7 separate regions of the Mus musculus genome follow, and regions 1, 2, 3, 5, 6 and 7 are each linked to region 4. A link is a contact called in public ChIA-PET, HiChIP or PLAC-seq, capture Hi-C and promoter capture Hi-C data. All regions are on one chromosome and are shown on one strand. The core of a region is the stretch at or near the end of the contact, and the rest is flanking DNA. Distances in the headings are between cores, read along the strand shown. Region 1 holds the start of Arf1 (ADP-ribosylation factor 1). Region 2 holds the start of Zfp867 (zinc finger protein 867). Region 3 holds the start of Snap47 (synaptosomal-associated protein, 47). Region 4 holds the start of Srebf1 (sterol regulatory element binding transcription factor 1). Region 5 holds the start of Tmem11 (transmembrane protein 11). Region 6 holds the start of Natd1 (N-acetyltransferase domain containing 1). Region 7 holds the start of Dhrs7b (dehydrogenase/reductase (SDR family) member 7B).

Region 1 (3,583 bases), core at 926-3,425, 990 kb before region 4:
AATCTGAAAAAAAAAATTGACCAAACAATTTCAAAGCATTGTGACAAGCTATTGCATGAACTTGCACAACAAGTTTTTTCTCTTGGTTAGGCTGCCTGACACTGGGTTACCACAGCAACTGCTGGTCTAATTTACCTTTACTTTAAAAAAAAAAAGAAAGAAAGAAAAAGAAAAAGAAAAGGTATTTTGAAGCCTGTCTGGTCCTGGGCAGAGGAAGCAGCCCAGTGGAGCAAAGATTCTGAATATCCGTTCTACAAGGGGCAAGGGGCACAGTGGACGTCCCAGATGCATGACTTACAATCACAGCTGTGTGAGGGCCACAGAACTAGTTACTGCTACTTTCCTTTCAGGATGAGTAGACTGAGTATGAGTCAGCTGTTATTCACACTGCCTTAAACCTTGTATGCAGTGCTAGAGATCCAAACCAAGACTTCACGAAGGCTAGAAAAGCACTCTACCATCTAGCTCCTAAACCTTTTTGAAGTAGCAATTCTGTACATCTGCCTCACAAGCAAGAGAACAGTGTGGTGATCCAGTGACTCAGACCCATTTTCAAATCTAAGGATAAGTGAGAGACATTCCAATAAGGGAAACCTTTATGCCACAGAAGACAATGTAGTTCACACATCTGTGACTGGCCCTTACACCACACAACTCTCTGGAGAAACAGAGAAACCAGGTAGTAACACAGTGCATCAAATCTCATAGTTTAGGCTATTTCTGCTAGTGCTGCTAAAAGTTCAAAAGTGAGGACACTATAGTCACCTATGTCAGGCACTGTGGATACTGGCTAAGACAGAGGAGAGACACGAGGCCAGCACACAAAGCACCATGGCACCTCACTAGTCTTCTGACAGACACGGCAGAAACCACCAGAATCAGCCTGCAGGAAAAACTGCTGACCACTAGTTGTGAAACAAGAACTACAACAGAAGACTCCAACATGGGTTGTGGCATCAACTACTGGGCTCTCCAATGACTTCTGGGACCAAGAGCAGCTGACCCTTCCTTTCCTGACAAAGCAGCCAGTTGCTGTTTGAATGGGAGAATTCCTTCTTGATGTGAACAGAATCCCTAGCATTTTGCATTTGTTCTATGTAGCTAGACCATACAACATATGTAGCTACCTACACTACAAACTGACATGGCACGACCACCCTAAATGGACAGCCAGAATTGTGTACTGGACCTGGTCTCTGTACCTGCGGACTGCTCAGAGGCCGGGAACGGGTTATTCCATGGGCAGGTTAAAGATTCTCCAATTCAGAATGGCCTTTCTAATCCACCCAAAAGTGCATAAAGGAGCCGGTCAAGAGGCGAAACAAGGCTCAAACCCCTCCGGGGGCCATCGGCACCCCAATGCAGATCTCACCGACGATATTCGGGGCCCAAATCACGGCTAATTGGGGATCACAGTGGGTATTCTGGTATCCCCCGAGATCCGCAAATGCGCGTGTTAAATCCCAGCACCTGGATCCGCAGTTCGGAGCCCCTGTCCGACACCTGTCCCTTTCCCTTCCCCCTTCCTACAACTTCGGTCCTCCAGGCCGACAGGAACCGGACTCGAGAGACAGAAGAGGAAGACCTCGCCACCCGAGTGACCTTGACGTCGTCTCGGGGCCACCCGAGCCTCAGTTTCCCCAAGCCCGCGGTTCATGCCGTATCTGAAGCGGCCGGCTAGCCTTTAAGAAGGAAAACCCCGTGACCCCCCGAACCCTGCTCCCCGCTCCCAGGCTCTCGGGCCGTGGAGCCTAGGAGAGGCGCAGAGAGGAACAGCAGGAAACCTGGCTTCCTGGAGAAGAGCCGGCGTCCTGGCCGGACTTCCGGGCTGCGGCCCGCGGCGGGCGGCCAGGCAGGCGTAAGGGCCGCGGAGTGGGGGAGGGCCAAGCGGCCGTGGGCGACGCGGGACTCCGGGGCGTCCCGATCCTCTGTCCGGCCTGCCGCCGAGCTCACTGAGCATAGACCTCAGGCCGCCCGACCGGACTCGGTCCTTAGCAGCCGCAGCTGAGCGCCCCCTTGACTCCCACGATGACCAGCCCGCGGCCTCCCCAGTTTCGGCCTCAGCGCGCCCCGCGTCTCACCTCCGCGGCGGCTGCTCCCAGCCAGGCGTTGGTTTCGCTCCCACAAGATGGCGGCGCTGACGGCAGCCACGTCAGCGCCTGCCGCGGGGCACGCCGGGGGAAGAGGGCGGGCACGCAGAGGGCCCCGCCCCCACACGGATGGCGCTTGCGCGTCTGCACTTTGTAGCCTTCACGGGGCGGAGCCGAGGTCGCTCTGTTTCCGGATCGGGTCCCGGGCTAGCACTCTGGCTCCCGGCACTAGAACGAGCAAGGGTGTGGTGTATGGAGTTCCGTGTCCGCCGGCGCGTGCGCACGCGCGCCTTCCTGCGGAATTCCAGCCCATTCCGCGGATGCGGGGGTTGAGGCCAGTAAGCGTTCTAGAGCGCCAAGGTCAGAGTGGGAAGGTCGTGTCAGCCCTAGGAGGTGTAATGTCCTTCTCACAGTACCCCAGGGTCTCTGATATTCCAGCTGGGCCCTGGAATTGAAGAGAATGATGTGACCGACAGATGGCCAAAGTGGGAAGAGGCGCAGGCCAAATGTCAGACAAGCACCATGTCTCCACACTGGTCTTGGACCTGTGTGCACGCTCAGAGCTGACTGAGAGGACCAGACACCTGCATGGGCATAGCACTGCCTGAGAGGCAGTGATGGGGTGGCCTCCTTCAGGGTGCAGGTGAGGAGGAATCCGTTAACTCTCCCCATCGATGCAGGAATCAGGCCCAGGCTCTGTCCTCCCTATCCAGTTCTTCCACCCCGTGTGCTGTTGGGAGAAGTCCCACAGGTAGGAGATGTTGAGGGCCCTGGGAGATTCTTTTGAGCCTGGAGCCCTATCTATTGAGTTAGCAGGAGACAGTTCTGTTACCAGGGCCTGCTTCAGCCACTGTTGTGTCCAGGCACAGGGTACAGGGCATCCTCACTGTGTTTGGGGGTTGAGACCTCCAGAGCTTTCTCCCCAGAGTTGTGGGTGCTGAGCCTGGCAGGATTCGATGCAATAGTCACCTTCTTGACCCTAACACATCCCTTTCCATCGCTCAGGGCTCCATTTTCAAATGCTGCTTCTGTAAACGTCTATGGGGGTGCTTGCCTGTTCTCTCTCACCCTCAACACACAGCAAGTGTTTATACAAAGCCTTGGGTGTCGCTGCCTGCCACCAACCCTGGAGAAATGGCAGGACATCTCCTGAGACCTGTGATTCCAGCCATGCCAGAAGCCTGTCTTAGCCTCATGGATAAGTCGACAAAGAGATGGGGTGTCCAGAAAACCGCAGGCTAATAGTCAAGAACCAAACTCCCTTTCTGTACCTAAAAAGGCTAAAATTATGAAAAAATGGAGACAGGGTGGTAGTCATTCTGTTTATTGTAATGTGACCACTGTACATTGTAGTCCCGCTCAAAACATCACTCTGTACCCCGTAAATAATTATTTGTGTCAGTTAAAATTTTAAACAGCCTTTGTAGATATTTAATATCCACATGTGTAATGGATGATACATTTGAAGTGGATACCTACCTAGGCAGGCTCTT
Region 2 (3,759 bases), core at 580-3,079, 750 kb before region 4:
AAGATGTATACACAATAAATAAATCCTTTAAAAAAAGGGGGGGGGGCTGGCGACATGGCTCAGTGGGTAAGAGCACTGACTGCTCCTCCAAAGGTCCTGAGTTCAAATCCCAGCAACCACATGGTGGCTCACAACTACCCGTAATGAGAGCTGATGCCCTCTCCTGGTGCATCTGAAGACAGCTACAGTGTACTTATGTATAATAATAAATCTTAAAAAAAAAGGAGGGGGCTGGAGAGATGGCTCAGCAGTTAAGAGCTCTAACTGCTCTTCCAGAGGTCCTGAGTTCAATTCCCAGCAACCACATGGTAGCTCACAAGCATCTGTAATGGGATCCGATGCCCTCCTCTGGTGTACTGAAGACAACAATAGGGTACTCATATACATAAGTATTTAAAAAACAAGGAAAAAAATGAACTATTGAGATGAGGACTATTCGATTGCTCCAGCTCCAGGTCCTCTAGCTGCTCCTCGAAGAGGTTTCACCCCAGATCTCAGGCTGCTGTCTAAGTGGATGATGAAAGGTCAACTTTAGGCTAGGACATATGGCAGCTATAAGAAATTTGTCAGCATCTGGCAGTTCTGAACCTGGGACCATTACTAATAGGAAATGAAAAAGATATTGTGTCAATTTCTATTTATTTAGCAACGAAAATAAACAGTAATGGTTGTCACTTTTAAAACCTTTTACAGTAGAAGTTGGCATTTGAAAATACTGGTACTGAAACTGTTGGGGGCGGGGGGCACTGCAGAGATGGCTCAGTGGTTAAGAGCATTTGTTGCTCTTGAAGAAAGCTGGATGGAGTTCAGTTTCCAGCAACCACTTTGGGGCAGCTCATAACCGCCCATACCTTTAGCTCCAGGGAATCTGACACCGTCTTCTGACTTCCTCAGACACCCACACACGTGTGTGTATCCACATACAGCCACAAATAAAGGCGGGATGACCGCCTGGCATCCCGGCCTTCACTCTGCCGCTGAGGGCACAGAGATAAGTTATGGTCCTTAACCTGCAGTCACCCAGGATTCATGGAAGGACAGCCCTTCACAGAAGCAGGAGCTATCTCCAGAGAAACACCTAGTCCCCTTCAGGTCTCAAATGAGCGGAGACAAAGATGGGCGGGGCCCACCTTACATTAGGCTGCTGTGTTTAAGCTTTTTTTTTTTTTGGTCTGGCCTTCCTCTATTTAAGCCTAAAGCTCCTGTCCAAAGATCAATTGGGGTAGGAGTGTCCTAGACCCTTCATCTGTCCCGCTTCTACGGTGCCCGCACTGACGAAATCTCTCTCGGCTTTTTCCTACTAACCAACCATCGATGTCCTGAGACTAGCGGGGGGACGGCCCTAAAGACTGGAATTTTGGGACTTCACTGTGAACACGGGGGCGTGGGACAGGCAGGCGAAGAGTAAATAGATTGAGACCCCACTTTCCAAGACTCGGGAAAGCCCAGCCATGGCTGAAGGGCGGGAACCCACAACCAAGAAGCCAGCGTCCCAAGTCCTAAGGTGGGTCGGCCATGACGCCCCAAGTCCTGAGGTGAGTCGGTCAGGCCGCCGCGAGGGCAGATGGGAAGCGAGGGGACCCAGGACACCCAGGACACCGGACAGCACCGGGATCGGGCCGCAGACACCAGCTACGGAGGCCTTCCCTGCGGCTGGTACTGGTTGGCTGTAGCCAGCGTCGGCCGGAACGCTCACCATTTCCGAATTTCTGCTGTCCCGCATCGTCGTCGTCTGCACCTCATAAGGACGCTAGCTACAGCGGAGCCACCATACACAACTGTGAGCCAGACATAGAACCTGAAGAAACGGAACCTGAACAAGAACTAAACAGTGAAAAGAACCAAACACCGCGAGAGTAAAGCATCCTGCCCCGCCCCTCCGCTCGAGCTGCGGCCTGATTGGACAATTCCACTCTGATAGACGAAGGGTTTGGACACGCCCCCAATCCTTGAGTGATTAGGGATGTAATCTAACCTTTGACAGAGAGATACTTACGGGACAAGATTTGTTTGCACTCTAGCAATGGCCCTGCCAGGACAGGACACACTTGTACTTTACCTACAGAAACATATCCATGGAACAATAACATATAGATAGATAGATAGAGAGAGAGATAGAGATAGAGATAGATAGATAGATAGATAGATAGATAGATAGATAGATAGATAGATATACACATATACATACACACACACACATATGCTATTTACAACTGGAAATTCCTAACATGACAATTATTTGAAATTTTTATTGTGAATACATTGAGACAGGGAGGGTCTCGTGTAGCTTGCCTCAAATACAGTTCAGGCCAGCCTTGAACCCCCGGATCTGCTTGCCTCCATCTTTGGAGTGCTAGAAGGACATGTGTGCTATTATGCATCACTGGGGATCCTGCTAAGGACTTCTTGTATTCTAAACAAGGACTCTGCCAACTGAGCCAGAGCCCTCATTTTTAAAAATTTAGATGTCATAATCTTCCTAGCTTGAGGACTGTAATGGCTATTGTTGGTTGTCACCTTGGCTACGTCTAGAATCAACTAAAACCCGAGAGGCTGGGAATGCTTGTGAGCGATTTTTCTTGACTGGATCATCTGAGGTTAGAGGACCTACTCTAACCCTGAAGCACACCTTCATGACAGGCTATATGATGCAATGTGGAAGAAGGAAGCTCCTGCTCCTTACCTGCTTGTCTCCCCTCCCATTGGCAAGTCTGTCTCCCCTGCCACCAAAGCATGCCTTTGCTGCTATTAGAATCTACTTCTTTAGGGTTCCAGTGTCTACTGAGGACCAACAGAGACATCCGTCCCCATGGGTTGCCCACAGCTCTCTGTTGGGGGACAGCTAGTATCGAACTAGCTGAACCACAGCCTGTAAAGCACTCTAATAAATTATATATATACTATCAGCTCTGTTCATCTAGAGAGCTCTGGCCAAAACAAGGAGCTAGCCTGAGCTTTAAAAGGGAAGGCACTCCTCTAAGATAGCAATGTTGAATAGAAGTTTTGTTTGTTTGGTTTTTTTTTTTTTTTTTTTTTTTTTTTGGTTTTTCGAGACAGGGTTTCTCTGTGTAATGTTGGCTGTCCTGGAACTCACTCTGTAGACCAGGCTGGCCTTGAACTCAGAAATCCGCCTGCCTCTGCCTCCCAAGTGCTGGGACTAAAGGCATGCGCCCCCACTGCCCAGCTTCGAATAGAAGTTAATGAAGGGCCACATCTATAATTTTTTTTTAAAGGGTGAAGCACTCCAATGCCAATTTATTTTAATCGGGCTCTGTGTTATCTATGGTTTGCCTCTTTCCCTTATAATCGCACAACCTTTGAAAATTACATAAGTTGTAATGATCTAATACTATTAATAGCCATTCAGAAAAAAAAGTCCCCTCCCGCCCAACAACCATCCAGGGGAAATTTAAAGTCCTCATTAGAGGCCAGCTCAACACGGCCTCTACCCTGGTAGAAATAAAAATAAAAAAGATGAGGAGAAAACAAATCGGCTAAGAGGTGTGTTGCCAGTGTCTTTCAGGAGTGGGGCCCTGGCTGTTGCCTGGGTGGTGAAAGGCAGAGCCTGCAGCCTGCAGGACGGCAGCCGGGCGGCCTCACAGCTACATCTTCCTCACCCCGGCACAGCCACAGCCCAGTTTAGGTGTCTTGAAAATCCTTTAGCAGGGTTCTTCTCTGCTGCTCTGCTATGTGCATCTGGTTTTCTAAGTCCCCTCTGTCGTAGCTGTCTGCACGCTCAACTTTCCATGAAAGGTTTTC
Region 3 (3,978 bases), core at 431-2,930, 770 kb before region 4:
TGCTCGTGGACAATGGTCTTAGATACTCAAGCAAAGAAGTAATTCCTAACTGGGTTTCATACTTTCCCAGAAAACAAAACAAACTACATATTTTACCTCTACTCTCATGTCCTAGTCAGTACAGGATTCTGGGACCCTAAAAGGGTCCTTATCAGTGAACACCAGAGGAAGAATGTCCTTAATTCAGTTCAGCTCTGACAAATGTCTGCCTCAAGATCATATTAGGTCCCAAGGGTGGGGTTCTGTCTCCCAAGATGTCCCTACATTGGTGCAGATGCAAGCCCAGGTTGTAGTACCACTCTGATGGCCAGCACCTAGAAAGCAGGGTTCCAGAGGTCCTCCTTGGTTTGGAGTTCCCCTAGAAGCTCGTATTACTCAGAAAACCACCAACTTCTAAGAAGAACCAGCCCTCACCTCCCTAAGCACATAGGATCCTCTGAATGGGTCTTCTAGGGATGCTGTGGACATGACTGATGAGACACTGACCACTGATGACCCACTCAACCTTTAGCCCTAGAAGCTGAGGGCTGGGTTCAAAGTCCCCACCCTCTGATCCTACTCAGGTCTTTCAGTGAGCCATTCCATCTGGAATCTACCCTACTGGCTGTTGGATGGTGTTGGACTCATTAGCATGCAAAATGGCATTTATCAACTCAACCTGTCCAGGAATTTTAAGAATTGTAGGCCAATTGTAGGAGGAGATTTTAAAAAATCTAAAATGGTGTTTCCAAATATAACATGCTGCCAATGCAGGAAAAGAGGGAAGAGAGGGAGGGGGTAACAGGGATAAAATGTATAAACACATGCATACCTGGAAAAAACTGGCTCAATACCAGAGTTAGTGATTACACGTGAATGGAATTCTGGGTGCGTTGGGGTTTTATTGTTGTTGTTATTGTAACCTGGCTTTTTTTCTTTTGGAGCTAAGTCATGATTTGTGGTTCATTTTGGCTTAGAACCTCGGAACCTTTCCGTTTCAGCATCCCCAATACTGGGATTATAGGCGTGCACCACGAGTCCTGGCATCGATGTTTCTCGTCACTTGAATTTCTCTATGAGCTGTCATCTCTACCATGACCTAGCCGCAACACAGCTCCAGACAAGCGTCACGATAAAGGCCACAACAGGCGAGTTTGGCCAAACAACCCTCCTCCGCCTCGTTTCTATCCTTCCCCTCTTCCCAATGCATACATACCTCTCTACCTGAACCTCAGCATCTCCCCCCCCCCGCCCCCCAAAAAAGCTCATTTTCTCCTTTTAATTTTTCCTCGTTCTATTTCTAAGGAAACATCACAATCCTTTAAAAGGTTCCTCCACAATCTATCCAAGACACTCGGGAACATCACCCCCACCCCCCACCCCGCCGCCCAACCCCGCCGCCCCACCCCCACCCGCCGCCCCACCCCCACCCCGCCGCCCCACCCCCCGCGGATCCTGACCGCCCGCTCTGCGCCCCAGCATCCTCTCAGGACCCAGTCATCCTTTGAGGTTTGAGACTGATGTTCATCTCCTGTGTCGGTGGCGGGCTCCGGTACTGGCTAGCTGCGCGGTAGCAGCTCACCTGAGGCAAGAGGAGCACGCAGAAGACGCAATGGCACGCTCCACTGGACCACCAGACAGAGACGCCAGCAGCTGGGGAGCAGGTCAGCCACTCGGCGAGCGCTTGTACGCCTGCGCGAGAGGGCGGGGCCGCGTAGGCGCGCACGCGCACACCCTGGGAGCCCCAAGGCCCGCGTTCCTGCTGGAATGTCGCACCTGTGGCTTTTCGTTCCGGGCTCTTTCTCTGTGGTTACCACTCCGAGCTGATTTTAGGGGGTTTCTCAGCCTCCGGTCCCTATTTGGGGTGTAGCGAGAAGCCGGACTGGGCCTCTGGGGTCAGGTTTCCCGGTGGATGGATCGGGAGACACGCACCTTTGCCGAGCGGTACTACCGGGACCTCCGAGACCCAGTCCCTAGCGGCGGTGGCGGCCCCACACCCAGCGGCGTGACCTTCATTCAGACCCCGAACGCCTTCTCCTATGCTGACTTCGTGAAGGGCTTCCTGCTGCCTAACCTGCCCTGCGTGTTTTCTAGCGCCTTCACCGAGGGCTGGGGCAGCAGGCGGCGCTGGGTGACCTCGGAGGGAAAGCCTGACTTCGAGTATCTGCAGCAGAAGTATGGTAGGAGGGCGCAGACGGGAGGTATAGACCCCGGCATGGGAGGGCGGCCGGGGCCGGACAGACTAGTGGAGTCTGGATAATTCGGCCAGAGGGTGGCCGGACCCCAAGATGGTGAACTACGTGTATGACTCTGCCATTTCTGTGCTGACTCTCTCGCTGCAGGAGACGCGGTTGTACCGGTTGCCAACTGTGGAGTGCGAGAATACAATTCAAACCCCAAGGAGCACATGTCCTTCCGCGACTATATCAGTTACTGGAAGGACTACATCCAAGGGAGTTACTCCTCTTCGCGGGGCTGCCTCTACCTCAAGGACTGGCATCTGTGCAGGTAATAAGACAGGACGGCGCATGGCCATTGGGCACTTACCCTAAGCAGCTAGTGCAGCCAGTCCAGGTGGAGCACGCCCACTGCACTCAGAGGGGCTACCTCTACAGCAGAGTTCTAATGTGTATCACAGAACTGATGCGAAGATGTGGGGAGATCAACATAGCGAGCCAGGTAGACTATTATGGGGAAGGTAAGTCTTTCGTACATCTTGTATGGGTACAGGCGGCCTGGTGTCTCCTTCCTCTTCTGTATTTTTGAGCTGGTATCTCAGATCCTCTGGGGCTGTCCTCTCTGCAACCCCACTGAGAGGACGCTTGTTCCTTCTACGATTGCTCTGGGGATTCTTGCCATCCCCTGGGCCATTCTAAGCTCTCTAAAGGGACAAGTGACCTTTCCGCAACCACTCTTGTCCCACTTTGGAAACCCCTTTACTCTTTAAAGACACATTCAATACTCTCCCTTATCAGCTTCCACTTTTCTCACACAGCATCTTGTGACAGCTTTACTTAGGAGATTTTTGACGTCTTGCTGGAGCAAGAATGCATTGCAGTCAGTAGAAACTACTTCAAAATTTGAATTATGGTGTCTTCCCAGGCTAGCTATATATGGTCTGTTCATCTCCCACCCTTCTCTCTCAATGATGGACAGGGTCAAGAAGCCATAACCTCCATCTAAACCCCCGGATCTACTAAAATGATCACACCTTTACAGTGTGCTCTGTTGCTGTGCTAAGCTACGGTAGTCATGCACTTAGGCACACTGTTGTGTTTTCCTTTTGGAACTGGGAATGCTAAGGTTGTGAGCATATAAACACATACTGTTAGTATGTTTTGACATTTATGGTATTTTCAGCTTGGACATGTCAGTACGTAAGGCCATCATAAGCCGAGGCGCTCCCTACATCTCAGGAGTTTGGGCTGTCCCTAAGACCCAGCTCACGTGATGCTCTCTTTGGGAAGAGCATTACCCTTTTCCATGGTGACCCTGCGACTGTGTGTTTTCCTCTACCTGACGTCCCTTTCACAAGTACAGACCATTGTACTCAGACCCCCAGCAAAAGGCACAGTGTAACATTGAGTGAACCAATGAACAGTTGAATTCCTGTATCATTTGTGTGCGCAATAAGGCTCTGAACTGTAGAGTGGGATGGAATTCAGGCCCCTGCAGTTCCCATAACTGACCAGATGCAAGAGAAACACCAGCTTCCAGCTACCCTGCCATGCTACTTCTGTGGGCCCAGAGCAGGAGCTGGGTAAAGTGTGACCAGACACACGTCCTGGATCTCATCGTGGCAGAAACAGACTCACAGGCCTGTAGTACAACCAATTTAAGCTTATCCCCACTAGTGTACAAATAAATGATACTCAGACTGTGGTTTTTTTATTTAGCTTTGATAATTGCTGGGGGAAACCCCTGTTCTACTTTTCTAACCGTGGCCTGGCTACACCCCCAGTGGTGTTCCCCAAGTGCGTGATGTTTCCCCCGGCCATG
Region 4 (3,772 bases), core at 567-3,066:
TGAGAAAAGCAGGCTGGAGATGGCCAGTGGGACTGGCTCTCCTTGCCACTTTCCAGTCTTATGTCCAATGCTGCTCTGGGTTGAAGGAGACAGCTACATGGCTCCCCAGCCCCTGCCTCAATCTCACCTCTTCGTCCAGCCTTGGGAGCCAGAGGTCCAGGCTCTTGAGCCAACAGCCTGGGTCTGAGTTCTGTCTTGCTGTGGCTGCAAGACTTGGACATGTCATTTACCCTCTGTTTTTGGTCTCTTACTTGTAAGATAAAAGTATGTCTTCCAGCTGGGCCTGTCGGAAGGATTCAATGCAATTCTCAACCTAACACCAAGTACTCCATAAGTGTAGGCTATCCATGTTGGGATGGATGGACACCCAAACACCAAGAGGGAACTTCTAACAACTCAACACTGTACTCTCCTCCTCCCATCCCTCCTCTCACTGTTCCTAACCATGCCTGGATCTCAGGTCAGCCAAGATATCTCTAAACTTTCATTCCTCTTAAGTGTCTAGCAGTTTTTGTTCTCCGCCCCCCCCCCCCCAGACAGGGTTTCTCTGTGTAGCCCTGGCTGGCCTCGAACTCAGAGGTCCACCTGCCTCTACCTCCTAAGTGCTAGGATTAAAGGCATGTGCCACCACTGCCCGGCAGGTGACTAGCAGTAACTCCAAGCTTTGATGGCACATTTAGGTCTCTGATGAGGACGTAGGCACAGCAGTCCAAGGCTGTGTTGGATATAAAAAACAGCTTAGGTGTCTATCAACAGAGCATCAGGGGGCACAATCTACTGTAATCCCACAGGCCCCATTGTAGTTGTAGACACACAGTCATGATTATCTGGGGTGGAGGAGGATGTGGAGCAGCCTTAAACGAGCAAGAGAAATATAATGTTTTGAAACTGCTAACAGCCACCAGAGATCGTTGAACAGTCCACCTAACATGGATACATATCTTATAGTAACAATGACTTGCTGGGGTTTTTTTCTTCTCCAGATCCGCCGCCACTCCTTCCCTCCGCCCAATTGGTAGTTGTTGTTGACATGGGAGATGAATCATACTGAGCGAGTTCAAGTGATGTTTTAAAGGATCTAAGTGGCCTGGGGTGTGGCTCAGCGCAGAAAGCCTGTTAATATGTTCTAGAATCCGAGTTACTGCCCCAGAATCACAAAATTTGAAAAATATTCTAGAGAGCACCTTCTCTCTTCTATCAGATTTCCAATTCCTCAAACTCAGGTCCCGCCTAAAGGGCCTTTGCCTCCCCCTCCGCCTAAAAAGTATCTTTCCTTTCCGGTGAGGGGGCTGCTCCTTAGCTCTAGTGCACTCAAAGAGACCTCCCTGACCTCAATCCAAAGTAGCCAGATGCTTGCAAGCCAAGGTAAATGCAAATATCGGTTCGTGGACTTTCTTGGGAATTTTGGTGAACTCAAGAAATGAGAAACCCCGGGTCGGCCTGTGAACTGTACACAGGACCAGGCTTGAAGTTGAGTGGATACTCAGCGTGTCCAGAAACCTAGCCCACTGCGGTCCGGAAAGCTCAACCCTAGATCTCAGGCGCCAGATCGCGCAGTGCGCACGCGCCAAAGTTCCCGGCCAAGCGCCCTCGCCGGACGTGCGACCCTGCACAGGCCGCGCCGGAGCCCCGGGACACGCACCTTCGATGTCGTTCAAAACCGCTGTGTCCAGTTCGCACATCTCGGCCAGTGTCTGTTCCAGAGCCGCCTCACCGAAGGCCAGCTCGTCCATGGCGCCGGCGCCCACCCGGCTTCGGACTAGGCCCACGTTAAGGAAAAGTTCCCCGGAAACTGGGTTCCGCGGGCGGAGCCACCTGAGCGGAGGGGCGGGGTTTCCCATCAAGCCCCGCCCACCAGCCTGCATCCTGACAGCTCGCCTAGCGGGTTGAGACTGCCTGCCCGAGCCTGGTTTCTAGCAATCTCCTGCGGGTGCACAGGCACTGGGCCTTGGCTTCTTCTGTATCAGGCCAAGGGAGGGACCGAATGGAAGCCACAGGACTAGACCCAGCCCAGACATCGTTAGATTAAAGGGCCAGGGATGGGGGGCCCAGCATGAGGGTGGGAGCAGAGAACAGAAAACTCACTTCCTAGTCTTGCTGTTTAGAACCAGACAGTCCTGGGTCCAAAATACAGCAGATACAGGCCTGCAGTGGGGCCCCTCCACTATGTGCCTCTGTTTTCCTCATCTGTAGCCAGGGTCCAATTATCTATGAGCCAGCTGAGAGGTTAGAGAAGCATGGCCCATAAGACCTGTCCACCCTCTCAGCTTAGAAGTCTAGAAGTGGGCCTCCAGAGGAGAAGAGTTCTCAGGCAGAACCTGCAGGAGGAGGGGGTGGCTGGAACTTCTGATCTTGTCTTAATCCTATCAGTCCTACCATTGGAGCAGAGAGGACCTGAAGGGCCAGTGGGCTCGTACTACTCCTATAGAATGACTTGTGTCTCCAAAAGGATCTAGAAAAAGTGTGAATCTCAAAGTCAAGAAGGGATTCTGTGAGCCAGGCATGGTGGCACACTCTGTTAATCCCAGCACTTGGGTGGCAGAAGCAGGTAGGTTTCTGAGTTCGAAGCCAGCATGATCTACAGAGTGAGTTTCAGGACAGCCTGGGCAATACAAAGAAACCTTGTCTCAAGATACCAAAAAGAAAGAAGAGAAGAGAAGAGAAGAGAGAAGAAAAAAGAAAAAAAAGAAAGAATTCTGTAACAGAGGTCCTGAGGACCTGAGCCCAGCTACTGGGTCATATGTGACCTGGGGCCAGGCCAGGTGCCTGAATAAAGACTGAAAAGTGAACCCTGGGCCCTGTGACTTAGGAACAGGTAAAGCAAGGGAGGGAGGAGAGGTTCTTCGGCGTGGATTGAATAGACCATTCTGGCCCACAGGTGATGCAAGTTGGGAGGCAACGGCAGAACCTACGAGTCAACCAGGGAGGGTCAGGGCCCCAGGCCGCCCAGAAGCTGCCTTGCTCAGACTGCAGATACCTCGGCTGCTTTCACCTCCCAACCAATAGAGTTAGTTGGGGCAAGGAGGGAGGGTGTGCCTGGGCTTCACCAGGACACATTTTTGTTCCTTTCTCAGAGGAGCTGCTAGAAAATTACACAGGAGTTGGCAGGGCTATAAAACGCACATGGAGCCCTTGCTTTGGGGTCACCCTGCCATGTCCCACCATCAGAAGACACCCGGTTTTCTGAAAACTCAAATAGCCTGTCCCAGCCAGAAGGACTCAGAGGTCAGCTGAACCAGCACCACACCTGATGTGTAGCTGGGCTCACTGGTTTTCCCCAGTCAACTTACTAGAGCTGTCTCTGCAGGAAAGGGCAAGGTGTTTGGGGACATCACAACAGATCTGCCTTGTTCTGGAACTGTGTAAAGTGTACAGATCCACAAATACACATTTCATGGCTGCAAGAGCTAGGGCTACTGTCCTGTCTCGAAAAGCAAGAAAGAAAAAGAAAGGAAGGAAGACAAGGAAAGAAAAACCAAGCCCAAGGTGGGAGATCAGATCAACACAAATCTCTGCTCCACAGATTGGTTTACTAGGACAGCAGCCAAGGGGCATCTTTACCCTGTGCGGAAAGCTTGGAAAACTAATGTCTAACACCCCAGACCTCCAACCAAAGCTCTCTGGATTGCCTTGCTGGGCTCTTTGACGCTCAGCACACAAGCTGGTCTGGGGAGCCTGGGAAGGGCGGGGTCTCAGCCCGACCGACAGTTACCTGTGTCAGCAGGCTCAGCATTGTGCAGTCTTGGGGCATGCTAGTGACATGCCGAATACT
Region 5 (3,592 bases), core at 1,014-3,513, 660 kb after region 4:
GTGTTTCCACACACAGCCTAGAGTGGGAGGCCTGACGGAGATGGGGTTCTGAGAATGAACTCTCTGGAAGGGCCCTTCCCATAAAGGCCGACAGAGGAGTAACCTCCAGGCACCAGAAGGAGGGCAGATGGCAACTCTCAAATCATAAAATCAGACGCCCATCCCTGGCAGACATACAGCACCTGCATGTTTGGGAAGAACCTTCAATTCCTGGGCAAAGGTCACAACCTGAACACCTACAGGACCCAGGACGATAACCTTACCTAGTTAAGACTTCAGTGAGAAACAAGCACCAGTGGCTCTGAGGAGAACCACTCCCTATCTAGCTTCACAGTGAGTTCTGTCTGCATTGGACTTAAACTCCCTTAAAGGCTGCTGCAGCACAACCAGCAAGGCCTGGACTAAACTATGGGCGGTTGGTTGACAAACTGCTTTTAATTAATATCTGTTTCAAGACAAAGGAAAAATTCTCCATTTTCTTAGGTAGGCTAGCAAGACTCCTGTCTCACACTTGAGGCATGCATGTTTGGCCCTTTCAGTCTGTGTCCAAGAACAAGAGTATGGCAGGGTGCAGTAGCCCAAACCTTTATTCCCAGTGCTTGGGAGGCAGAGGTAGGCGGGCCTCTGTGAGGTCAAGGCCAGCCTGGTCTATAGAGTGAGTTTCAGAACAGCCAGAGAGAGCTACACAGTAACTCTAATGACTCTACACACGTGGCTCTAAAAACAAGCAAACAGAAATATTAGGAAAGTTCTTCCCTTCTGTTGGGCTGAAATTAAAATCCTGAAAGCATCCTTAGGGATTTAAGGACTCGGAAAACAAGATAACCTCTCTGGCTGTTCTTATCTAAGAAATAAGTGGGAGTTAGGGAAAAAACAAACAAACAAACAAACAAACAAACACTCCTCGCCACTGCTTTTCCATGTCACAGTAAACGCAGAACGGATTATTTAGCATAACCGAACTCAGGAGTAAAACTGGCTACCACTTCTGCCAAGCAGGAAGACTAGTGTGGGATGGAAAAGCTGTCGTATGCAATAGCAAGAAACATGGGATGCGTCAGTCAAAAAGGAACAACGCAGATTAGTTGAGACACAACTTTTATGGTTGACAGTACTCATTGGAAACGGAGGGGAAAAAGTCAAACTTTGCTTTTTTTTTTTTTCTTTTCCTTTTTCTGACATCCACAGTAAAATGCGGAGGACTTAGCAAGACCGACTGGGCAGGTTAATCCAGTAGCGCCACCGATATACACCCACCTCCCCAAACTTCTTATCGTTGAACAGCTTCTAGTAACCTATTAGCTAAAAATAATTCCCAGAAGGAAAAGGCTACAAGTTCAACCCGAAACACGTCAACTACTCTTGTCATCCGGAAATCACTGGAAGAAACAAAACCCCTAGCGCCCCCAAACGCATTCAGTAGGAAAGGTCACTACAAAGGACTTAGGGCAGAAGTGCTCGAAGAGAACCCTCAAAAAGTGGCGACGATTGCTCGCTCACAAGGCGGCCAGGCTCAGGCTCTTGGAGGCGCGCCCGGCACGCTGCCGCTCTCAGCAAACGCCCCTATAAAGCACACGGCGCCGCGAGCCTCTACCCTCCTCCTCTCCCCGGAGCCCATCCACGCCACACCGGGCGCCCAGGCCGAGCGGGCCACGTGCGCGAGCCAGCGGCCCGGAGCCCACAGGACGCTCGGTAGGACAGCGTGGCGGCCCTCGCAGCTACTCACCCTGGCTCACCGCCCACCCGGCTGCGGGTCGCCGCCCCTCCGAGTCGCGCTCCCCTCGCTCCTGGCCGTCGCGCCGCCCCGCTCCTCCCACACCTAAGCCCCCGCGGACTGGGCCCCGCGCGTGGCGGGCACACGATCCGGAGTCGCGCGTGGCACAGAGGCTTCGCCGGCTCTGCGGTCGACCTTCGCCCGCGGTCGCGAGCCCAGCTTACCTCTCTCGGGAGCCGCCGCCGCCCGGACCCAGACGCCTCCTTCCCCACGCGGCCATCTTGGAGACTCTCGGTTCGTCGGGGGCTGGAGCCGACGCGGCTCAGGGCGCGCGGGAGCCGAAGGGAAACGTAGTCCCGTGAGCCGCGCGGACGAGGTGGGAGGTTGCGAGAAGGACTACACTGCCCACAATACCTCACGCCGGAAGCCTGCTGTAAGCTGCCGCGCGCAAGAGGGCGAGGGGGTGGGATCCGCCTTAGGAAAGAGTCTTCAAGTCGCAAAGTGCGAGTCGCTGCGCCCACCGCCTGGACGTCCTTGGGCTCCCAGAACGAGTGGCTGAAGGAGAGCGGAAAGAAAGCGCCTACCACTCCCAGAGCGCTTCGCGCGACGATCCCGCCCTCACAGCCTGAGAGGCCCAACCCTTGGCCTCGGCCCTGTTGCCCTTCACCGTGGCTTCGGCCGCTGGGGGCCTGAGTCCCCCAGTTCTCACACTTTACAATGACTTGAGCAGCTTAACCTTTCTCCTTTCCCATCTGCAGACCAGAACTCGTGCACCTTCAGTCCGAAGGTTACCTCTGCCTCCGCGGCGTCAACTGCCCCCCTCTCCTGACCGGAACTTGCCCGGCTGACAAATCCAGAGATTTTGAAGGTCTGTAGATGTGCTTGCCCTAAAACGCCTTTTCCTCCCAGTCAGGTTTTATGCTTGTCTGGTTTCTATAAAGTTCCTGGTTTTCAAATTGAATATGCAACTCCGCCTCCGATTGCCAAACTCGTAACACATGCAAGTGTGGCAAAAGAATAGGGATGTGTAGAGAGACGTCAAGAATAAGGTATGAGGGGGCTGCGGAGATTGTTCAGTACTTAAGAGCACTAACGGCTCTTTCAGGGGACTGTGGATCAGTTTCTGGCACGTGGTAGCTAACAACAGTCAGCTATTGCAGTAACGTCTGACGCCCTCTTCTGGCCTTACGACCACAGCACACGTGTAGTGCACAAAACACCCAGACACAATCAATCAATCAATCAATGCCAGTTGATAGTGCCTGGGATCCCTTCCTTGCCTGGATTACTCAATAACAAACAGCATGCAAGAGAAAAACTTGGCCTGGAGAAGGCAGGTAATGGCTAAGGACTTCAGGTTATGCATTCTTCCAGATCACTAGCCCATTCCCTACCTGAGTGTCTTTGTAAATTTTTTTTTTTTAAGTAAATTGCCTCTATTGCTAACTATGCATCTCTGATACAATTCTTTGTCCTGAGACACAAGAACCTAGGAACTTATGTAGGTGGTCCCTGTGACTCAGCCAGGAGGTAAAAATCTATGTTTTCTCTCCCATTTCCCCCTTCCTTAACTACACTCTACTACCCAGGAACATCTGTGAGAAAGCTCTCAGCTCTTTAGGAACCTGATAAAAGTGCAGGGGTGACGGGCAGTGGTGGCGCACGCCTTTAATCCCAGCACTTGGGAGGCAGAGGCAGGTGGATTTCTGAGTTCGAGGCCAGCCTGGTCTACAGAGTGAGTTCCAGGACAGCCACGGCTACAGAGAAACCCTGTCTCAAACAAACAAACAAAACAAAACAAAACAAAAAAGGTGCAGGGGCGTGTTCTCTTTCCCATTACCCTATAGCCACTGCCTAGGGGATGTCTGAACCCTTTTC
Region 6 (3,712 bases), core at 1,010-3,509, 690 kb after region 4:
GTCTCCTCCAATCAACAAACTTCCTCCATGTTTCCTGTCACACATGCTCAGGACTTAGACGTTTCTTCACACCCCTGATCACACTGCTTGGACTTGTGCAGCACCCAGCTCCCCACTGTCATACCCCACAGTGCGCTTCCCATCAGCACAGCCTTAGGGTTCCTGGTCCATGGCATCTGTCCTCTTTACAAGGCATTTCAGGACCCCACAGCACTGAAGGTTGAAGCCACACCCAAGCTCACATTTCTGGTTCCTATATTATTTGCCTCCTTGACCTCTTAGCCTTATCCTACCTGTCACGCTCTTCTATGCCTGCACCACTCCTGGCTGCTCTGAAACACACAATGGGTACTGCAGGGCCTTTGCTCTCAAAGGTTTCTTTCACACAGTGCCTTTCTTCACAGCTACAGCTGTTTCTTGTCTCTTTCAGGTCTCTACTTAAATACCACCTGCTTGGAACTTAATGCCAAACAGTGGCTCTGCCCCAATAGACCCTTCCTTCTGCCTGACCACGCCTCCCAAGGCCTTGGTTTTATGAGATATTATGCAATTCATCTGAGACCCATCTCCTTCTTTAGACTGGCAGCCCTACAAGTCCTGGGTAAATAGTAGGTACTCAGTAAACTGTTGGCCCAGGCTGTACAGGAGGAGCCGAGGCGAGGTTGCCCGCCTCTAGCAATTCTGTCTCTCTGTCAACGGGGCAGCAGATTGCAGAACGGTTAAGTTTAAGGATATCATTTGTTCATAGCCAGCTCTCAAGAGTACTGTCCTTTTGACTGGACCCATTTGGAAAAGAAAGAGAGAGAGAAAGAAAGAAAGAAAGAAAGAAAGAAAGAAAGAAAGAAAGAAAGAAAGAAAGAAAGAAAGAAAGAAAGAGAGAGAAGCCTAAGGCTTCTGCCTTTCTCTTTATGGATCTGATGTGCCTCCACAGTCCCCAGGAACTAAAAGCCTCACTGGAACTAAGAAAACTTCAGAAAAGAGGATCTGAAGAAAAAAGAAACAAAAAACAAACAAACCCTCAGATAAGGCCTCTCAAGGGATCAGGGCCAAGTGTCACAGTCAGCTGAGCTACCATCAGCATGACAGCAGGACTTGTTTCTCTACGGAAAGAATAGGGCAAGGGGCAGCTGGGCCCTGATTTGAATATGCCTCTGGTCTTGTTAAAGCTGGGCAGGTCCCATTTCCTGCACTCCCAGCCTCAGTTTACTCATCTGTAAGTGGGGCGGTATGTCACAACACAGGAAGTGATAGCTGCCCCCACGGTGGTTAGGTGGCACAAACGGGAGACCTGGCCTCCAAGTGCAGGTCACAGAAGGTTGGCTCAGGAAGTCAGGATAGGCTGCGTATGCTTGACTGCTTACAACCTACCTACTGGCCGACCACACTCAAGTGGTGCATCCTTCCAATCAAAATAATATGGGCAGTGGCTAAGTCGGGTCTCCCCAGAGGGCCCAGCTGGGAGGAGTGGGCTACAGAGAGCTCAAGGTCCCATATTCCACAATCTTTTCCAGCCCTAGAATCAATGGGAGGAGTGTCGGTCTGCTGGTACAAACGCTACAGATGAGGCTTTGACTTCTCTATCTGTTGAAAAGTAGCCATTTATCTATGTTTATCAGCACTTGCTGTGCACCAAATGTGTCATTCTGAACTTTTACTGCCACAGCATCTCATCCAAAGCGGTTTGCACTCCAGCTATCCCCATTGCAGATTCCGGGAGACCGATGCACACATTGACTAGACAAACTGGCCAAAGTCTCAGAATCACCTACCCGCCTCCTCCTCCAGGCCACATATTCCCTAGGTTATGCCCCAGGCCCCTGCAGGCTCCTCCACGGCGGCAGGAAGCAACCGAACACCCGGGGGGTGGGGGTGGCAGGCCACCAGTGACCTGCTCTCTGGGACCCAGGGTGGCAGCCCTCCGTCCGCGATGTCGGAGGCCGGCTGCGCTAGCAGGTGCGGGCTGCCCGGGCAGACGCGCTCCGGCGGTGCCAGTCGGGGGGTTCGGGAGCCCTCCCGCCCCGGGATCCATCTGTCCGTCCGCCCGCAGGTCCCGCCCCGTCCCGCCCGCGCGCGCGCAAACAAAGGCAGCTCGGTACCGTTGAGGCGCACGGAGAACTGGCGGCGTTGGCGGTCGTGCTCCACGCGGATGGGGCCGCCCTGCTCCAGTGCGCTCGGCGGGGTAGCGTGCGCCATCGCGCGCGCCGACACTGGGGACCGCGGGCCGCAGCGAACTGACTCTTCGGCGGCGCGGGCCGGAGAAGGGGGCGGGGCCGGAAATCAGCTGTGAGTCACGTGCGCTGCGCGCACTGTCTGTTTGGATACATTCCTGGCGTCTCTTAAAGAGACCGCGCTGCCCGTTTCGCTCGCGGCTTCAACAATGATGTGCTGGTCCATCCAGGGCGCCGATTGTCCTCCCGAATGCCCCAGAATGACTTTTAGGACCCACACGGACCCATATGCAAAACACGCAATGACCTATGGGGTAATTTAGATCCTCCCCGCGACAGCCATTTAATATTAGGCATTAGCCTCACTGCAAGCCTGAGGCAATAGATAACGTCAAATGCAAGGTGTTGACAGGCAAACCTACTCTCTGCTGGAATCGTGCGGGCTGGAGCTATGCAGCCCACCCACTCGGGCAGCTGTAGCTGATATTGAGAGATTACCCCTAGGCATGTTTGGGACTGGGTGAAAAGCCACCCCTCCCAAAGAAAGCCAGAAATATGAGGTCCCTAGGGAGCTAGCTACCCAGGAGCCAGTGTTTCTCTAGAAGTACAGTATTAGGAAAGCTTGCCGACCATGGATGTTCACAGAATCATATTCTGTTAATTACCGTGCAAATTTGATGTCCACATCTATGAGACCACCACACAGACATTAAAGTTTGAGTACCTCAGTGGAATGCTTGAAGGCTGTAACTTCAAACCTGTACAAAATGTGTGTCTGTGTGCGTGGCGGGGGCTGGGGGTGGGGGAGAGGCGGGGGACAGACCAACAAGGAAGCATTTTACAGCTAAATGGAGATCTCCGTGGGCTCCCTTCCAATTGATTTCTTCCTTTTGAAGTAGCTATGCTCCCTGACTTTTAGCGCTATTGACTAAACAGCTTTTCCTAAGAACATCCTATTTCTTAAGAACTACACAGTATTTACCTTTTCGTATCTGGTTTCTTCGCTTCCACCTGTCATCAGCTGTGTTGTTGCTGCTATCATGTTCACCAGTGTGTCAGAGATTTCCCAGGAAGCAGGTACCAGTTTTCCATCACGTGTTAATGGGTTGTTGTGTTGTTTTGGTTTGGAGCTGCTATGAGTAACAGGCTGTGGATGTCGTCTGGCCAGCATTCCCTTAGGGTAGCTCTCAGGAATATACTGCCGAGTTTTATAGCCAGTGGATATTTTGTTTTGTGAAAAACTGCAAGATCCTTTTCCAAGTGTACGACCTCACATTGCCACAGAGAGTTCTGTAAGTTGCAGTGGGCATTTTGTCATTAGTGGCAGTGACTGACTCTTGAACCTTTGCCCAGGCTGCCAGGCCATTTAGTCCCCATTTAATGAACACTTTCCTCTGTAACCCCCCCCCCCAATCTTTTATTTGCCTTCTTCCAATCATTTTTATTGCTTGGTTGGGGGGTCAGACATACTACTGAGAGAATCTTTTCTGAGCAAATAATTTCCTTTTAACAAGTGGGTGTTGTGTCACAGCGTTTGTAAACAG
Region 7 (3,751 bases), core at 647-3,146, 610 kb after region 4:
AATCTTTTTTAAAAATTGTACAAAATTCTCAAAGGACTAATAAAAATATAAAAAATGTTAAAAAAGAAAAAAGTTCAGTTTCTTATTAAAAACATATGCTTTTCAATTTTCATTCTTGTGCTACGGATAAAACTGAGTGCATTGCATATGCTTACAAGTACTCTAACATTGTGCTATATATTCTAGCCCAAAGCTAGTGCTTTTTGACAGAAACCTGGACTTCTAAGTACCTTAAGAGTCTGAATCCTATTTCCATTTTCCATTTAAGCTGGCTTCCTTGGACAATACTTTGGCAGGATAATCTTATGCCTTTTTGCTATTGGCAGATGGATGTGGAAGTCTGTAAATTCCACTTGTCCTTCACTGACACCTAGAGGAACTCTTTGTTACTATTTGGTACAAATGGAAGTCCAGACTTCTAATAAGTCTCCATTGACACTGGGAGGGGAAAGAGTGTTTAGTTATTGCTCTCTGCATGGCCTCTTTTCACACGTGGGAAGTGGTCTTGTCAGTGAGGGATGGAATTCCGACTCAACTCTCTACTTGGCTTCAGCTTACACAGAGAAGGGTGTGTGTCTGTGTGACTCCTTACACTTAAGTGGGGGTGGAAAGAGGAGGCTAGAGAGAATGGAGGAGAGTATGCCCAAAGTACATTATAAACTTGCATGAAATATCTTTATGCAAGCTCCTCTCATCTACAATAAACAGTCAATAATGAACATACAATAAATTTGCTGAGCAATAGTGGCTCATGCCCTTAATCCCATCACTCAGAAGGCAGAGGCAGGCAGATCTCTGAGGCCAGCCTGGTCTACAGGGTAAATTCCAGGACAACTGGGACTACACAGAGAGACCCTGTCTTGAAAAACTAAGATAATAATTTTTTCTGCAAACTTTGTATCTTTTGAAATAAAATTTATTTCCAGCTATATGTATTACAAATTGTATTGCTTATACACTCTCTTGTGTTGTTGACGTTGTTGTTATAATTATTATCTTGAGACAAGGTCTCTCTCTGTAGTCCTGGGTGTCCTGAAACTCGCGATGTAGACCAGGCTAGTCTTGAACTCACAGCACTTGGAAGGCAGAGGCTGGCAGATCTCTGTGAGTTCGAGGTCAGCCTGGTGTAAAGAACGAGTTCCAAGACAGCCAAGGCTACATAAAGAAAGCACTGGTCTCAAAAACCCAAAAAGAGGCGGGGTGAGGGGGAGAAAGAAAGAAAGAAAAAGAATAAAGAAAGTTCCTAGACTTAGCACTATTAATAGTATTAATATTACATGTAATAGTGACATATATGTATGTATATATATGTATATATGTACACATATGTATTTATGTATATATGTATGTATGTATATAATGTATGTATGTAATATATATATATACATATATATATATATATATATATATATATATATATATATATAATAGTAATACTAGAATAGTACGTTCCTAGTTGTGTTAAATGTGGCTCCTTGTTGGAAGGAAAAGTGACTACTTATGTGTAGGTCTGTTTCTAACCTCCTTAAAAAACAAAAACAAAAACCGAGCCCCCTCTCCCCATCTTTGTAACAACATCACATCGCCGTTTATAATAATCTTGGCAACTGTAGCATTTATTTTTGCTTTTTGAAGCAGTGTCATGCAGCCTAGCCCAAAGGGGACCTTGTATTCCTGAGCTGCCTCCCTTCATTTCTCAAGTACTCGGATAACAGCCATATGCCATCAAACTCAGCTTTGCAGAGCAAGTTCAGTTTTTTCTGAAAACCGATGGAACCCAAACCACTACTTAGAATTTTCCTCCGGAAGATTTACGGTATAGGACTTAAGCAGACTGACGTCATTTAGACCGCAAAGGCTAAACTCTACCTCTGTTGGGCGCATCTTCAGAGCGCATGTGCTTCCCGAGTATTGTGATTGGACGGAACCAAGCTGCATTTCGTCAATTCCGAGGCGGGAGCATGAAGTTGATTGACCATGATCTCTCCGTCCTTTAGGTAAAGGCTAGGGATGTTGCAACCTCTTGGTGAGTGGAAATGAGGACGGTGTCCTGTCTAAAGCGGAGGCGCGGGGTACATCTGCTTTAAGTGACTGAGTGAGGCTGAGCACGTTCTGGGGAGGCTGTGGATCCTGATAGCTTCCGGTTCCCCGCGGCGCCCCACAGTGAAGGAAGCAGGGTTCAGGCACTCCGCCCCGGCACGCTCATCGCGGAGATCACCTGGTCTCTGTGTGTGCGTTTCAGGGTCTGGAGCCTAGAGCGCGCAAGGTCGCGTGTGCATAGCTACTGTGGCATGACCCCAGTGGCACTCCTGCCCGGGGATGGTTAGGAGATCTGGGTTTTCGGAAAGGGCGAGCAAGATTCTGACTTTGGAACATCCATGAGAACAGCTTTCTTAGATTAGACACTTCCAACCCTAACTGTGCCGGTTAGCAGGTGCAACTGTGGGTGGATGCCTTAAACATTCAGCGACCGTTTCTTCAGTTAAAACTTTAGAAATATGGCAGTAGTGAAGAGTAAATAAGTTTTTGCTTGCAAGGGCTTAGCTAGTGGCTACATGTACTCAACACATGGTACTCATACATTACTCTCAGTTCATTAGCCTTTAGTATAGTGATTTGAGAGTTAATACATACGCCTTTCCACACAAACACTTGCACTAGCTCTCAGGTGGGTATTTACTTTTGTTATTTTTCCTTTTTATGCGATATTTTATTAAATGTCTTTACAGGACAACAGCCAGCCTCCAGACACAGCTGCTAAGACCCTGTAGGCACTGACTGGGACATGTTAGTTGGCTCTGGCTTCCCACCTTTTTGTTCTGAGATGGTGGTGGTGGGCAGGATCTCATGTTTGGGATCCAGGATGCTCACATGGTCAAGCAGAGGGTTGAAGGGCTGACCTTAACACTTGGGTGCCAGGGCAGCATGATCTTTAGTGCCCAGCACATCCTGTCTGAGCAATACACAGTGCAGGCAATGTCAATACAGTAACTAAAAGAGTCTCCACTGTGCATATCCACAGCCTTCATTGGCCCTCTGTCCTTAGAGCTTCCCATAACCCACAGCCTTGGAAGCCCTTGGCCCCACTGTAGCTGTCTTTAGATACACCAGAAGAGGGCATCAGATCACATTACGGATGGTTGTGAGCCACCATGTGGTTGCTGGGAATTGAACTCAGGACCTTCGGAAGAGCAGTCAGTGCTCTTAACTAATGAGACATCTCTCCAGCCCCGTACTTACTACTTTTAGTGGAATTGCCTGTAAAGACTTTTCAGTCTTGTAACCCTGTAGGGGTAGTGGAAAGCTTTAGAGAAGTAGCAGGTGGCAAGGGACCCCTTAGTGATAAGGTTTGAATTAGGCATCAAGACCTACTTGTTTTAGAAGTGCAGGAAGGGAAACTAACTGGAGTACCCACCACTATCTGTCTATTGTAGATACCCACTTTCCTCATCACAGCAGAGTATGAAGTCAGTAGTAGTATCTCTACATTTCGGAAGAGTCCTGGAAGCTTAGCTGCAGCAAATTAATGAGGGGAGGCAGGCTTTTAGATACATTCCTCTATGCAAAAGCCATGCTCATCCAGGGAACCAAGATTGCCTTTGAGTTGGTCATTGTAAGAGAAATTATTGAAAGATTGTTACAAGTCCTGTGCACCCGCTTAGTATGGAGGCCCAGGTTCCTCCTCAAACCCTAGTGCCAGGCACTTGGGGGGGATGCTGGTAGTTGCAATTACTCCCCAGGCAGGAGGTCA

What was found. Promoter capture Hi-C pulls out the DNA fragments that hold promoters and counts their contacts. ChIA-PET counts read pairs in DNA pulled down with a chosen protein or histone mark. HiChIP or PLAC-seq counts read pairs in DNA pulled down with a chosen protein or histone mark. Capture Hi-C pulls out chosen DNA fragments and counts their contacts.
Region 1: a capture Hi-C map of embryonic stem cells shows a contact between it and region 4, with 4 times the contacts expected there. The contact joins the promoter of Arf1 here to the promoter of Srebf1 in region 4. A contact is called at or near these places in 1 of 39 promoter capture datasets (liver), 1 of 484 Hi-C or Micro-C datasets (embryonic stem cells), 1 of 115 datasets of contacts at active chromatin or transcription factors (large pre-B cells) and 1 of 9 other capture datasets (embryonic stem cells).
Region 2: an RNA polymerase II ChIA-PET map of memory CD8 T cells shows a contact between it and region 4, with 16 read pairs. The contact joins the promoter of Zfp867 here to the promoter of Srebf1 in region 4. A contact is called at or near these places in 2 of 115 datasets of contacts at active chromatin or transcription factors (bone marrow-derived macrophages and memory CD8 T cells).
Region 3: a contact with region 4 is called in a promoter capture Hi-C map of liver, with 2.3 times the contacts expected there. The contact joins the promoter of Snap47 here to the promoter of Srebf1 in region 4. A contact is called at or near these places in 1 of 39 promoter capture datasets (liver) and 3 of 115 datasets of contacts at active chromatin or transcription factors (bone marrow-derived macrophages, large pre-B cells and pancreatic cancer cells).
Region 5: an RNA polymerase II ChIA-PET map of memory CD8 T cells shows a contact between it and region 4, with 6 read pairs. The contact joins the promoter of Tmem11 here to the promoter of Srebf1 in region 4. A contact is called at or near these places in 1 of 484 Hi-C or Micro-C datasets (CD4 T cells) and 1 of 115 datasets of contacts at active chromatin or transcription factors (memory CD8 T cells).
Region 6: a contact with region 4 is called in a FOXA1 HiChIP or PLAC-seq map of pancreatic cancer cells. The contact joins the promoter of Natd1 here to the promoter of Srebf1 in region 4. A contact is called at or near these places in 1 of 39 promoter capture datasets (liver) and 3 of 115 datasets of contacts at active chromatin or transcription factors (bone marrow-derived macrophages, microglia and pancreatic cancer cells).
Region 7: a FOXA1 HiChIP or PLAC-seq map of pancreatic cancer cells shows a contact between it and region 4. The contact joins the promoter of Dhrs7b here to the promoter of Srebf1 in region 4. A contact is called at or near these places in 1 of 39 promoter capture datasets (liver) and 2 of 115 datasets of contacts at active chromatin or transcription factors (memory CD8 T cells and pancreatic cancer cells).

What each region holds. Positions count from the first base shown.
Region 1 is chr11:59,226,092-59,229,674 of GRCm38.p6, forward strand. It overlaps Arf1 (ADP-ribosylation factor 1), which reads right to left and starts at 2,176. Exons shown (of 5, transcript NM_007476.3): 1 at 2,082-2,176.
Region 2 is chr11:59,470,645-59,474,403 of GRCm38.p6, forward strand. It overlaps Zfp867 (zinc finger protein 867), which reads right to left and starts at 1,830. Exons shown (of 4, transcript NM_178417.3): 1 at 1,697-1,830. The coding sequence starts at 1,723. It also overlaps the pseudogene Gm12263.
Region 3 is chr11:59,448,354-59,452,331 of GRCm38.p6, forward strand. It overlaps Snap47 (synaptosomal-associated protein, 47), which reads right to left and starts at 1,681. Exons shown (of 5, transcript NM_144521.3): 1 at 1,562-1,681. It overlaps Jmjd4 (jumonji domain containing 4), which reads left to right and starts at 1,692. Exons shown (of 6, transcript NM_178659.6): 1 at 1,692-2,159; 2 at 2,322-2,487. The coding sequence starts at 1,892.
Region 4 is chr11:60,218,811-60,222,582 of GRCm38.p6, forward strand. Srebf1 (sterol regulatory element binding transcription factor 1) reads right to left here and starts at 1,817. Exons shown (of 19, transcript NM_011480.4): 1 at 1,643-1,817. The coding sequence starts at 1,733.
Region 5 is chr11:60,876,775-60,880,366 of GRCm38.p6, forward strand. It overlaps Tmem11 (transmembrane protein 11), which reads right to left and starts at 2,264. Exons shown (of 2, transcript NM_173453.3): 1 at 1,939-2,264. The coding sequence starts at 1,994.
Region 6 is chr11:60,911,533-60,915,244 of GRCm38.p6, forward strand. It overlaps Natd1 (N-acetyltransferase domain containing 1), which reads right to left and starts at 2,260. Exons shown (of 3, transcript NM_025294.5): 1 at 2,097-2,260. The coding sequence starts at 2,193.
Region 7 is chr11:60,828,735-60,832,485 of GRCm38.p6, forward strand. It overlaps Dhrs7b (dehydrogenase/reductase (SDR family) member 7B), which reads left to right and starts at 1,897. Exons shown (of 7, transcript NM_145428.2): 1 at 1,897-1,997. The coding sequence starts at 1,978.